Regions from separate parts of the Mus musculus genome. Here all the other regions are linked to region 1. Evidence: chromatin contacts called from public HiChIP or PLAC-seq and promoter capture Hi-C data. All regions are on one chromosome and are shown on one strand. The core of a region is the stretch at or near the end of the contact, and the rest is flanking DNA. Distances in the headings are between cores, read along the strand shown.

What was found. HiChIP or PLAC-seq counts read pairs in DNA pulled down with a chosen protein or histone mark. Capture Hi-C pulls out chosen DNA fragments and counts their contacts.
Region 2: an H3K4me3 HiChIP or PLAC-seq map of embryonic stem cells shows a contact between it and region 1, with 9 times the contacts expected there. The contact joins the enhancer-like site here to the promoter of Dip2b in region 1. A contact is called at or near these places in 20 of 39 promoter capture datasets (the 3T3-L1 cell line, 3T3-L1-derived adipocytes, the C10 cell line and 15 more), 2 of 15 datasets of contacts at CTCF or cohesin (large pre-B cells and pro-B cells), 17 of 484 Hi-C or Micro-C datasets (the N1E-115 cell line, Th1 cells, bone marrow-derived macrophages and 13 more), 28 of 115 datasets of contacts at active chromatin or transcription factors (the 230-238 cell line, the SCID.adh cell line, T-cell acute lymphoblastic leukemia and 18 more) and 4 of 9 other capture datasets (adipose tissue, embryonic stem cells, liver and 1 more).
Region 3: a promoter capture Hi-C map of adipose tissue shows a contact between it and region 1. The contact joins the promoter of Lima1 here to the promoter of Dip2b in region 1. A contact is called at or near these places in 2 of 39 promoter capture datasets (cranial neural crest and hippocampal neurons), 1 of 484 Hi-C or Micro-C datasets (embryonic stem cells), 1 of 115 datasets of contacts at active chromatin or transcription factors (pancreatic cancer cells) and 3 of 9 other capture datasets (adipose tissue, liver and pancreatic islet).

The regions. Positions count from the first base shown.
Region 1 is chr15:100,036,911-100,041,385 of GRCm38.p6, forward strand. Dip2b (disco interacting protein 2 homolog B) reads left to right here and starts at 1,754. Exons shown (of 38, transcript NM_001159361.2): 1 at 1,754-1,999. The coding sequence starts at 1,900.
Region 2 is chr15:100,246,811-100,251,285 of GRCm38.p6, forward strand. All of the region lies in intron 3 of Atf1 (activating transcription factor 1), which reads left to right. Among named protein-coding and RNA genes, the nearest start is that of Atf1, 21 kb to the left of the region's middle. Within about 2 kb of position 2,086, at least 25 of the 459 cell types and tissues checked have an H3K27ac peak or open chromatin away from gene starts, as enhancers often do. A contact at or near this core is called in acute myeloid leukemia, bone marrow-derived macrophages, embryonic stem cells and 2 more, where this site is marked.
Region 3 is chr15:99,873,091-99,877,565 of GRCm38.p6, forward strand. Lima1 (LIM domain and actin binding 1) reads right to left here and starts at 2,366. Exons shown (of 11, transcript NM_001113545.1): 1 at 2,243-2,366.

The DNA.
Region 1 (4,475 bases), core at 504-3,003:
TCTTGCCCCTAAGCAGCTTTGAGCTCACGCTTCTTTCCCTCCCTCCCTCCTTCTTTCCTTTATGGTGGCTTTGAGATAACATCTCTCTATGAGTCCTGGCCCGCCTAGAACTCGAGACAGAGCAGACTGATTTTGAATTTAGCTCCTCAGTTTATGTAATGTTGGGGATTGACTCCTGGGCTCCCTGCTTCTAACATCCCCAGCTTCCATTTTGGAGCACCTTGGAAAGAAAGAGACACTAGGATCCCCTCAGGCTGTGTGTGCCACCCCCCCCCCCCCCATGCACACAGTGGGGAAAAAAATCATAAATCAGTTGTCTCCCTGTGACAAAATTTCAATACTAAACACAAAAGTTACAATGTAAAATAAAGATCTTAATAGTTTTTGGTAAGAATACAGGAATGTAAAATTTGAAATGTAAATAAAGAAAATAATAATAATAAAAGAGGGGAAAAAGAATACAGGGATTTTTTTTTTTTGGCCTTCCTTATATATACTAAACTAGAATGAGTACTTTTGGACTACATATAGGTTACATACTGAGGTGGCTAAAAAAAAAAAAAAAAAAGCTATCCCCAACTCCCCATCAAGCTAGGGCACGTCTTTGATTCCAACACTCAGCAAGGAGGCAGATGAAAGTGGATCTTTGTCCTTTGTCGGTTGAGTAGAGAGTTCCAGGTCAGGCAAGACTGCATAAAGAGATGTCTTTCTTTCTTTCTTTCTTTCTTCTTCTTCTTCTTCTTCTTCTTCTTCTTCTTCTTCTTCTTCTTCTTCTTCTTCTTCTTCTTCTTCTTCTTCTTCTTCCTCCTCCTCCTCCTCCTCCTCCTCCTCCTCTTCTTCCCCTTCCCCTTCCTCTTCCCCTTCCTCTTCCTCTTCCTCTTCCTCTCCTCCCCCTCCCCTCTCCGTTCCTCGCTCCTCCAGACAGGGTCTTAACTGTGTAGCCCTGGCTGAATAGGAATTCACTATGTAGACCAGGCTGGCCTCAAACTCAGAGATTAGCCTGCTTCTGCCTCTTGTGTGCTGGGATAAAAGGCGTGCACCATTATACCGAATGCGGTGTATGTAGCCGTGTGTGTAGAGGTCTGCAGAGGTCCTCAAGCTGGCATTAGACGCCCAGTGCTGAGAACTGAGCTTAGGCCTTCTGCAGAAGCAGCCAGCGATTGTAACAATGAAACCATGTCCCCAACCCCTATTCCCACAGAAGTTCTTTTTATAAGTCTTTAGGAGTCAAGGCAAGATGAAGCAAGTTCGACTGTGATCTTTTTTCTTGTGTTTTGAGACAGGTCTCATGTAGCCCAGGCTGGCTCTCACTGAGGAGAGAATGACCTTGAACTTCAGATCCTCCGGTTTCCACCTCCTGAGTGCTGGGATTACAAGAAGCACCGAAAAAGAAATCAAAGAGTTGTTGGCAGGCATAATCCAGAATCTGGGGTAGATGAAGGATGTGGCCTGTAGGCAGGTCCATCAGGGAAAATGGGGGAAAAGACATGACAGATGCATGCTCTCCCGAGTGAGAGGGACTGGAAGAAGTAAGGGCAACGTCCCGGAGTCCTCTTGCTTGAGAGTTTGTGGAAGGTAGGCGTCATATGCAGCAGGTGCCGCATCTTCCCAAGGAGAGCAGAGCAGGCGACGGCAGCCTGCGCTCTCCAAGATCCGCGGTAGAGGGCGCTGTAGCCACGCCCGTCCTGCGTCTCCGGGGCGGGACGAGCTCCAGGCCGGGGGGCGGGGCCGCACGCTCACGTGACCCTCGCTCATGGCGGCGGCGGCGGCGGCGGCAGCGGCAGCGCCGGCGGCTCTCGGCGGCTGGAGCCGGATCCTGTAGCCGGGGTGTGGGCCCGCGTCAGTCCGTCCCTCCTTCGGCCCCCTCTCGTCTTCCGGAGTGTGGCTGGCGCAGCCGCGATGGCGGAGCGAGGCCTGGAGCCGTCGCCGGCCGCGGTGGCCGCGCTGCCCCCCGAGGTGCGGGCGCAGCTGGCTGAGCTGGAGCTGGAGCTGTCTGAGGGTAGGCGAGCGCGCGGCGGGCCGGGCGAGCGGGCGAGCGGGCGGCGGCCTGTGGGCGGCTGGGCTGGCGGGGCTCGCCGCTCCCCACCCGCGAAGCGCGGCTGGGCTTTCATTGTTGTCCCTGGGGGGCCCCGCAGGACCCGGGGACGGGTCAGCTGGAGACAAAGCTGCGCCCTCCGGCTGACACCTTGCCCCTCTGCTGCCTTGCTCCCGAAGGGCCGCTCGCCTGTCCCCTCGCTCCGGCTTCAGAACGAGGCGCAGGGGGACGCCGCAGCTGCACGTCTTCCTGCTTCTCTAACAATGCGAGGTGCCTCACCAGTGACAGGCGTGAGAAAGGAGCGGGGGAGCCATTGAGGGTCCGAGGGAGGTCGGAAGCGGTGGCGCTAACCCAGAGACCCCCCGATCCGCTGCCTCTAGACCGCCTCTGTCCTTGGGAGCAGCAGGCTTTTCTTGCCACCTGCATTCAGTCTAGGTTTTCCTATCTGGTCACCTTTTGGAGTCTTTGTAGAGGTGGCTACCGGGTACATGCAAATCCTGGCCGGCACCCTCTTTCTTTTGACAATGGATTGGTACAGGGAGGGTTGGGTTTGTGTAGATAATTTCAAACATGGACTAAATCTGGGCTCTGTTACAAGAGAAGTGCCTTGGATAACAATGAGGACCTCAATGCCGGCTGTGGGCATGTGGTCAGGCGAATGTGCTGTGGAGATCAGCTTCTCTGTAAAGTTCCTGTTTTTATCGCAGGCGGCCTCTGAACAAAAGCAGCATTTTCTCCGCGCTTGGTTTCCGTACACTTCGCTGATGTCTCCAGAGTTGCATATTGTTGAATTCCTTGCCAAAGACCCTCCCCAGTATTTTTCAAGTTCACTAAAAACTGTTGATTGGAAAAGAGTAAGGAATGTGATCAAGTTCCCAGGAGCGTTCTAGTTCCGACTTTTTGTTAACTTGTCACGACACTGGGCTTTTTCAAACCTTTTTGAGAATCACTTATAGTGAAAAGCCAGAAGTGCGTTTGAGTGTCACAGATCTTACTCGATTGAAGGAAATAATTAATTTTAATAACCCTTTAAGGCTTTCCCAATGTGTAGGGTGGTGATCTTTTCACCTGCATGCAATTATCAACATATTACTTTTCAATTAATCAGTGGGGAAGCGTTTAGGAAGATAGGAAACCTTTGGGTTGCTTGCCCGGTGATACCTTTGGTTACAATATTTACCAGATTTAAAAAAAAAAAAACATTTGAAGTAGTTTATTAAAATATATTTCCCTTAAGGTTTTGTTTTTTTCTTGTCATCTTCTTGTGAAAGTGTTGCCACCGAGTGTGACGAATTCCATTCAGATCTTTTAAAACAGTTCTGTATTTACTTTCAGTAACAAATCAGCTATAGCTTTCATTAGCCAGAATGGGAGGTTTCCCTGGATGTTTGCATGAGGGGGAGATTAAAAATAGGACCTGATTGCTTTCACCGGGAAAGGGAAATCCTGGGTGCTCCCCTTGGTATGGATCTGCTCCACACGATTATTGTTTACAGCTCTTGGTGTTTCTAGACATCTTTGGAAGGCTCTTTCTAGGTTCCACTACTGACTAGCTCACCCTACTCCCTGAAAAGGTGTGAAAGTCTTAGAAACTGGGAATGCCAGGGTTTAAATGTTTTGTTTTTTTTTAAGGACCAGTGAATTGGTTATTCTTCCACGCAGGATACTTTGATTGGCACACGACTTAGTTTAAATTTCTCTCTTAAGGATTTGTACTGCATTGTCCTGCATCTTATGTCTTTGCACTCTAGAAGAAAATAGCAGTTGAGGAACCTTGAGCCTGCAGTGTCAGCGTATTGGCCATCTGTCTGTCCTGCTTCAAGTACACAGATGGTTGGTTAGAGATGTAGGAAGATGCTATCCAGAGTTCAAGTTATAAAAATAAATCAGGGATCCCCAGATCTGTGGTAGTGTTTGTGACATCTGCAGCATATTTTGAACTAATCTCGTTCCCTTTTTTTTTTAATGTTTTCTTCATAATTACTGTTCTGACAGAAAAACTTTGCCTCGCCCCCTCCCCCACTCAAGCCTTTGTCCCGACTTGCTGACGTTGGTGAGTTCCTTCTTTCCGTTGCTGGTTTTTGTAGGTTCAGGCTCTACTCGGTTCTAAAGATAGGGAGAGTCTGAGCAAAGGACTGTTAGAGCATTTTCTTTGTGCGTGTGTTCTGCTGCAGGCTTTGGTCACAGATCAGCCGCTCTGCTGAGATGCAGGTCCCTGCCTCCTCTGGGTTGTTTGCCGCAGAGCACGGTGCAGAGCCCTGTGTGGTGGGTCTGCTGGTACAGGCTGCTCACCGTGGACCTCTTCTGCCCTGACAGCCTGGAACTGTCTGGGGAACCATTTAGAAAATGAACTTACACGTTAATTTCTTGATAGATGAGTTGGATAGGGTTCTTATCTTAGTCTCTGTTTATTTTCTCAGGAGCTTCACGTGCCATCTGC
Region 2 (4,475 bases), core at 836-3,335, 210 kb after region 1:
GTCTTTTTTCTGGGATCACTTTTTCTTTCTATCCTATCAGTGTTAGGAGGTTGAGGGGGTGGAAGAGAGAAGAACCCACAAAGTTGTGTTGGGAAATATAAAAAGACCAGTGAGTTGCTGGCTGGTGGCCACGTGGCTCCAGCAGGATGTTCTCGTCTCAAATACTCTCTGACTCGGAGCCCCAAATCTCTCCACCAGCTCCCTAAGTTCCAAATCTCTCCACCATCCAGCTCCCTAAGTTCCAAATCTCTCCACCATCCAGCTCCCTAAGTTCCAAATCTCTCCACCATCCAGCTCCCTAAGTTCCCACGGGCGGTCGCTACCACACCAGCTCCATGCTTCAAATCCCCCATGGCCTTTGTGGTGCACATCTGGCAAACCCACTCTTAACCTCTGTACTTTTCTCTCTCGAACCTAGTCGACCCGCCTGGTGAAGGAAACTGCCACACAGACTTAGTTCAGAAACAATGGTAACCCAATCTCTGGGCGCAACAACTAGAATCCTAATCTTGCAAGCCATATAAAATCTAAATCCTCCTGTGGCGAATCCTGGCAGATCCACTGTTGAAACCAGGAGACACTAAGCAGCTACATCTTGTCCTTAAGATATTCCTGTCCAAAATGACCCTAACTCTTTTCCTACGTCCAACCCGGAAGTCCCGCCTTCTCACCCAGTGATTGATTCCTTTATTCATTAGGGAATGGTTCACTAGGAGTCACCTGAGTCTGACTCATTCTTCAGTCCAGACAGACAGCCCCGCTAGGAAAGTAGAATTAACAGAAAAATCCAACAGCACAAAGTAGCAAAAACCCCAGCCGCAGAAGTCTGTCAGTTAAAGACGATATGGAGCTAGGTACTCGGAATTTTGATTGAATCAACAGTGGACAGGTGTGTTGTTATCTTTGTGTAGTTTTGAAAGGGTTTGTTTTCTATAGTTTTGATTGTGTGCATGTGTTAGGGTGTGTGCATGAGTACAGTGCCCACAGAGGCTGGAAGAGGCTTACATGCCCTGGAGCTGGTGCTTATGAGTTGCCCGACAAGGGCACTGAAAAACAAACGCAGGTCCTCTGCAAAAGTGATCTTAACCACTGGGCCATCCCTAGGCTGCAATAACTGCCATCTTTAATGCCATTTTAAATAGGAAAGATTGATTTGGTTCCATTTGACTGGTTTGGCTCCATTGGTTTTGTGCCTGTGTAAAGTCTATGTTCATCGGGAGCGTGTTGTAGGATGAGACCCTCATAGTACACAACATAGCAAAGGGGCTGCATCCTAGCGCTCTGCCTACGGGCCTTCCCCAGTTCCTTCATTCCCTGCTCTGGGCTCCAAAGCACAAGTTTACAATGGAACCTGATGTAATTAACACACGGTGCTTCAGAGGATATCACCCTTTTGTTTTAACAAATCAACAATTGTGTGTGGGGAACCCTAAAGAATTCAACTGAAAGCTAAAAAAGCTAAAAGAAATAATGTATTAGCAGACAGCAACAGATGTAGTATAAGCTCCCTAAAGAACCCAGATCATGAAATTAGCAGGGACTCTATGTCTGGTTTAAATCAGGAAAGATACAGAGACCCTACCACTGGAACAGAAGACTGGGAGGACTTTGAAAATGAACAAACCTAGAAAGATAGGTAGGTCCTTTACAACAGTTTAGATGTGATTGAAGAATGGGGGAATCAGAGAATCCAAGTAAACTACCCAGGATGAGCACAAAGGTAAATAGGAGGAAGGAGAGGATGGGAGGCGTGCGTCTATGCGTCTACATGAGCTACATCTTGTCCACTGGCCAGCACACTAGGCGGCTGTTGCTGAGCTAGCTGTGCTCCCAGCCCAGATAAGTGTTAGATTTTAAAAAGCTTCCAAAAGTGAGAAAGTATTTAGAAAGGAATGACTGTTAAGCTAACAACAGATGTTTTGAACAGTACCATTAGACATTAATGGACTGAGATCTACCTTTCAGCCTAGAATTCTGTACTTAGGAATGTACCCCAGTTGTGGTTTGAATATGCATGGCCCTGGGAGCTACACTATTAGCATGTGTGGCCTTGTTTGTGTAGGTGTGGCCTTGATGGAGGAAGTCTGTCACTGTGGGATGGGCTTTGAGACCTTCCTCTTAGCTTCCTGGAAGTCAGTCTTCCAGCTACCTTCGGAACAAGGGCTCTTAGCCCCTCTAGAGCCATAATAATGGATTAAATTTCTGTACCTGTAAAGCCAACCCCAATTTAATGTTGTTCTTACAAGAGTTGCCTTGGTCATGGTGTCTTCACGACAGCGAAACCCTAACTAGGATACCAGTGGTTAATGTCATTACTAAGACTTGCCTAGCATGTGCAAGACCTGGGGTTTGGTGTCCCTGTGCTTCCCCAAAAGATGAGTGTTTACTTGTTACTGTCGGCTTCTTACAACAATAACAACGACTCATTTGGTGGCTTGATAACAAAATAGGGAACTGGGGACATATGTCAACGTAGAGCATTTATCTGTATGTACCAAGGCCCTGGGTTTGATCCCCAGTGCCACAGAAGGGAAAGAAATAAGAGAACCTAGCACAGGGAATGACAGCACCCAAGTGTAGGACAGGAGTTAATCTGAAGTAGTATGTTGTACCATTACCATCTATTGATTCCTGGTATGAAGCGAGCGCATAGATATTCTATGTTCTGATGTTTATACTCTGAGTGTTTAATAGTTTGACATTGAGAATGGAATGAGCACTGCATTCTGGGATATGGCATGCATGTGACTGTCAGAGGACACCTGCAGGCTGACGGTTCTCCATTAACCATGTGGATTCCTGGTTTAGACTCCAGTCGTCAGGCTTGGCAACCCGGGCCATCCAGCCACCCTGGCCTTGAACTCTGAGAAGTGTGGCTTCTCTTCCATGATGGCTATAGTATTGGAAGTTGGAAAGGCCCTTTGTTCTTTGAGTGAAAGACCCTTGAGAACAGCCATCTTTCCTGCCGAGGAAGGACACTTTATAGCTGTCCAAGGGCCTTGCACCTCCGGAGGTGCTCCGGTCTGTTCCTCTTCAGTGTGTGACTGACATAAAATGTAGCTAGCCTCAAGAATATCATAATGATAAGCGCTAAACAAAAGGACTCCCCAACCCCCAAGGCTTAACGGTATGGCTTGGGGCTCTATAGATACCTGTGCTACTTATTTTTGGTTTTTTGAAACAGGGTTTCACTGTGTATCTCTGATTGGCATGGAACTTCACAGATCCGCCTGTCTCTGCCTCTGGGATTAAGGGTGTGCACCACCAAGTGCAGGTTGATTATTGTAAACATCTCAAACAGTCAACAGATACTAAACTCCATGTCCCAATGTTATGTGTGTTTGTGGTCTCTCTTTCTATACAAAAACAAGCAAAAAAAGGAAGTTATGTGGAGGTTGTGTGCACGCCTTTAATGTCAGAGAGAGAGATCCATGAGCGGCCTGTTCTGAGTGGAGTGCAGTTGATACACAGTGGGTCTCCCTTTCCCAGCATTGCTGCACAGAGCGTCATGGTTGGGAGTCTGTCCTCTTCCCCTTCTGAGTTGAGATTTTTGCTGGTTTGGATTGTGCTGGTCTTGTGCACACTGTCGCCATTCGTTCATGTGAGCATCGGTCCTGCTGTGTCTGAAGACAGTTTCCATGGAGTTACACTACCTCCTCCTCCTCTTCCATGGGTCTCTGGGCTTTGAGGAGAGGGGTTTGATGACGTCCCATTTAGGGCTGAGTGCTTAAGTTTTACAAAGTCTCTGCACACTGTCTCGAAGCTGTGGGTCTCTGAGAATCCCCGCCTCATGTGGAAAGCAGCTTCTACAGTGAAGGTTGAGGGATGCACTGATCTGAGTCTAGCCTACTGTGCCCATGGAGGCCCTGGAGAGATTGGTTCTGCAGACGTCACAAAGGAATGGAGATGGGCTGGAAGGAAAAGCTGAAAGGGGCAGCTGGAAGCTAGCCTGACATTTTTTAGTCCAGTGAGACAGTAGGTGAAGACCACAGTGTGGTGAAGAAAGAACGGCCATAATCCCACACTGTGGAAACTGAGGCAGAGGGTTGCTGGAACAAGAGTGGTTATTTGGGTCACAACACCTGGTAGTGCCCAGCCTTTCTCTGTGGAATGGTATGAGGTCTCATGAGAGCCACAGCTCTCTTAGGGCCAGTCCTCTTTCTGGGTGATCTCCTTCCTGCACCTTGTTCACCTGAGCAGTTCTCCAGGAATCCCTGCAACCGGGCTGTCTTTATATCAGGCTCTTGTTTCCAAGACAATATGGGGTGGGGGTATAGGAAGGTTTCCTTACAGTCTCTCCTGTTGGAGTTTTTACAGGCAGCTGGGTTTTTTTGTTTTGTTTTGTTTTGTTTTTGTTTTTTGACAAACACTGGATTCTCTAAGGGACATTACTCTTAGACAAGTGGGTTCCATGTCCTTATAAGTAGATCTGGGCTAAGACTGGTTTAGTACAGTTGTACATTTCTGCCATCACG
Region 3 (4,475 bases), core at 1,116-3,615, 160 kb before region 1:
CTACTTACAGATCAGGGACTACCTGATAACTCTGCTTCTGAGTCTAACACATTAGCAGTGAGAACCACTGCTCCACCCACCTACTGAATTGCTGGAGAATTAAACAGGCTCTAATCCCATTTTCAAAAGACTATAGAGTTGACTGACCAAAGACAAGGCAAGAAATTGGAGTGGTGTAAGTATACGGCAATGGGGTACTTCCCTAGCATGCACATGCCCCAGGGGTTGATACCTCCATGTAAATTGGGAGGTTTTCCGAGGCCGAGTGGAGGGAGAGAGAGAGAGAGAGAGAGAGAAGAAATACCAAAACAATAACAGCAAATGATTTCACCAATACTATAGGTTGTATCTGTGGTGTTGCCTAACCATCTATCTCACTGTAGGCTCTTTAAGGGTAGGAGCTTTTGCAACTTTGAATCCACAAAAGAATGGGCATAAAAGTCACTGGGAAAAAAAATGTTTTGTCCCCTCAAGAATTCCTAACATAATTTAGTACCATGTTACCTTGTTGAACCAATGCACATATATGTGCATGCAGACCTTTAAAAAGAGCTAAGCTTTTTCAGGCTGGGAAGATGGCTCATCAGGGAAAAGGTGCTTGCCATGAAGCCTGATGCACTGAGTTCAAACCCTGGAACCCGCAGGGGTTCCAGGAAGAATCCTGGAAGAAAAGAACAGACCCCACAGTTCTCATCTGACCTACATTCAATGCACATGCCATGGCGCATGCGCACACGCGCGCATGCACACACTATAAATGTAAAAAAGCAAAAGAAGGAAAGAAAGAAAGAAAGAAAGAAAGTAAGGAAGAAAGAAAGAAAGGAAGGAAGAAGAAAAGAAAGAAAGAAAGAAAGAAAGAAAGAAAGAAAGAAAGAAAGAAAGGACGAACGAACTTCTCTGGGCTGGCAAGATGGCTCAGAAGATGAAAACCTTTGCTGCACAAGACTAAGGACCAGAGTTTGATCCTCAAATCCTAAGTTAGAGAGAACCAACTCCTATAAGCTGCCCTCTGACCTCCACAAGCCTACCATAGCACGATGGCTGGTATTCATGCACACACATCACACAAATGGTAATTTTTAAAATATATATATATATATATATATATATATATATATATATATATATATATATATATATATATATATATATATATATATATATATATATATATATTGAAGGTCAGGGACAGTGGAGCACACCTTTAATCCTAACATTCAAGATGCAGAGGCAGCCATATTTCAGGCAGCCAAAGCTAGATAGCCAGCTCAAGGCTAGTCAGGGATTCTCTGAAGAAGCAGAAAGAGGAAGAGAAGAAGAAAAAGGAGGGAGAGGAGGAGGAGAAGACAACGACTGAGGAGGAGTTGTTCTTTCCTGCTAACTCTATAGCTTTTTGAAGGCTGTCTAAACATGATCACACTTGGTCGTCCATAGACTAACTGGACTAGGTATTTGTACCAGTAACTATGTAGATACAAAGTAGCCCACTCACCCACTTCCGTGCCAAGGATGATCTGCCCTCCAAAGGTCAACGTCTTAAAAACATAACCTCACAGTCTTCGGCTAACTTGCAAAGTCAACAGAACCATTTGGATTAGGCAGATTTTTGAGAGCTGGAATTAGTTGCAAGACAATAGCAGATCAGTATCTCTCACCAGGATCAGCTAAACTCATTGTTGTGAGCACCAATAAGAAGGCTAGGACGGGTGCCAGATGGTTCGCTCCTAGCACCCACGACTTCGAGCTCCAGTGTGTGTGGCCAGGGGTGTACAGTTACCTAATATTAACACCTACGGATGCGAGTGAGCAGTGGATCCCAGCTCAAGTACACCATAGCGATTTGGGAAGGACACAGCAAGTAGGAACTGTTCGGAAGGATGTTAAGTCTTAACCAGAGTTCATCTGGAGGAATGGACGGGAGAAAAATTGGAAAAGGAACGGCCGCGTGGAAGAAGGAAAGAGTGGCAGGATTACCTCCCTAAGAGGGTGTTTTAACTTTTGATGAAATGCCACTTTCCCTCCATCCCGTGCGAGACCAGGGGCCCAGGCAGCGAAGTCTCAGTCCCTTGGACTTCCCAGAAGGGAGGGCGGAGCATGGGAGGCTCCTCCAACGTGGACCCCAAGGGGTGAGCCTCCTGCTCCTGCTACCCACCGCCTCAAAATACGCGGGGAGAGTGCGGGGCTCAGCAGGGTCTCCGCGCGCATGCAGGCTGCGGAGGGCGAGGCGAGAGGAAGCGCTTACCTGACTAGAAAGCCGTCGGGGCTCGGCGCTGCACGGCCACGGTCCTGCGCTCTGTCTGCCCAGCGCACCTGTCGCAACTGGGCTGCAGCACCTTCAGCTCCGCGGCCCCGCCCCGGCCCCGCTCAGAGCCCCGCCCCCTGCCGCGGAGGCGCGCCCGTCTCCCGCCTCCCGCGCGGCCTTGGAGCGAACGTGCTCGCTCCCGGCGGCGTGTTCAACTCGTGACCGGAGCGTCGCCCTAGTAGCGGTGGTGTTGCAGGAGGCGTGGCTCCTGTGTCAGCCTCCAACTTGGTCGTGTCCCCTTTCTGGCTCACCCTATCTCTCTCTGACTAGAGATTGCAGCAGTTTGATCTGAGACTCACCCAGAAATCTGGTCTAAGTGCAACTTCAGGGAAGTTCCTGGTGCTGTCGGGGTAAGTTCTGTGGAAAGGTATTTTAAGAGAGGCCATGCCCTGTGCTGCAAAGAGCTGCCAAAGAGGCCTGGCTCAGACTACATTGGATCACTTCACCTCAGTGGACCTGAGTTTCCTCAGGAAAGGATAGGATTAGATAAGAGTAGGTGGTGTCCAAGTTCTCCAAGAGCTATGGGTTTTGTTTGTTTGGTTTTTGGTTTTTTGTTTTTTTCAACAACGGGTGGTTTTCCTTCATTTTCTTTTGAGACAGAGGAGGGTCATCACATGTAGCTGAGATTAGCCTGGAACTCACAGTGTAGCTGAAGTGATCTTTGAGCTGTTGGCTCACAAAACTGCCCGTAACTCCAGCACCTGGGGAACCTGATACCATTTTCTGGCGTCCGTGAGGAACTGCACACACATCACACACTCACACACATATACATACTAATAAGATTAAATAAAAGTCTTTTTTAAAAGAGGCTCTAAGAGAAGGGTAGTAGCACACACCCTAGAGTGGGCTTGCACTTCTCAACAGTGTCTGCAAGACCTGTTTCTGTTTCTGCACTAGGAATGTGAGGGTCTGAATAGATCATGAGGAGACATAGCATGTGGCCATCCAGCCCTCAGATTCTTGGCTCCACCACCATTCCTCTCTGCACGAAGCCTTTTGATAGTATCCTTTCCTGAGGTCTAGTGACATACCAAACGAAAGGAATTCTGAGGCTTTTCATGTGAGTGTTGATTAGTATCATAAGGGCCAGTGGTAGAAAGATTTGTTCAACTCCTAAAGCAGTCACTGGCAAAGGGCACAGGACATGTGGCCTTTATCCTGGCAACTGAGGTAGGATGGTTGCCTTGAGTCCCTGGATGTCCAGTGTTACAGAGTGAGAATAACCCAAAAGGAACAAAACAAGAAACCTACAAAAAGCTGTTGATGAACAAGTTTTAAGGAATTGAGCCATTCACCAAGGATAGAATATCATTCAAAAATCTAACCTAGACTGATTTCTGGATAAATGTACTAAAGAAGCAAATTAACTTTATTCGAAGATTAAAAGGGTTTTGTTTTTGTTTTTGTTTTTTTAAACGGGAAATCAGCAAACTTCTCTAACAGCTTGGGAAAGGAGCTTCATAAGCCGAACAAGGAAGTAATGATATTGGCTTTGCTTTATTTGATACGGTCACATGGCAGCTCCCTAGTTATATAACCAATTGACTGGTTGGCTATCTGTGAATGGCTGTCTCGATTCAGAATTAATCAGTTAGAAGGACTTTCTGGTACAAAAATAACCTTAGGCTAATGGCCTGCTTATTTTGTGTTAACACCATTAAACATGAATAATCCAAGGCCTGAGAACTGGTCACCACCCACAATGGGCCCTCGTACCCTTGATCACTGATTGAGAAAATGCCTTATAGCTGGATCTCATGGAGGCCTTTCCTCAAGGGAGGCTCCTTTCTCTGTGATAACTTCAGCTGTGTCAAGTTGACACACAAAACCAGCTGGGACAGGAGAATGTTAAAGAGGATGTGTTACCAATATGGGACCGGACTTCAACAAACTCACTCTGTTGTATACGGAATCCCCTCAATAGAAAACACAGGACCGAGCCAATTAGGAGTCCATTCTCCACAACAACAGCAACAGCAGCAACAACAACAACAAAAATGTGTAGCCTGGGGGCTGGTGAGATGGCTCAGTGGGTAAGAGCACCCGACTGCTCTTCCGAAGGTCAGGAGTTCAAATCCCAGCAACCACATGGTGGCTCACAACCATCCGTAACGAGATCTGACTTCTTCTTCTGGAGTGTCTGAAGACAGCTACAGTGTACTTACATATA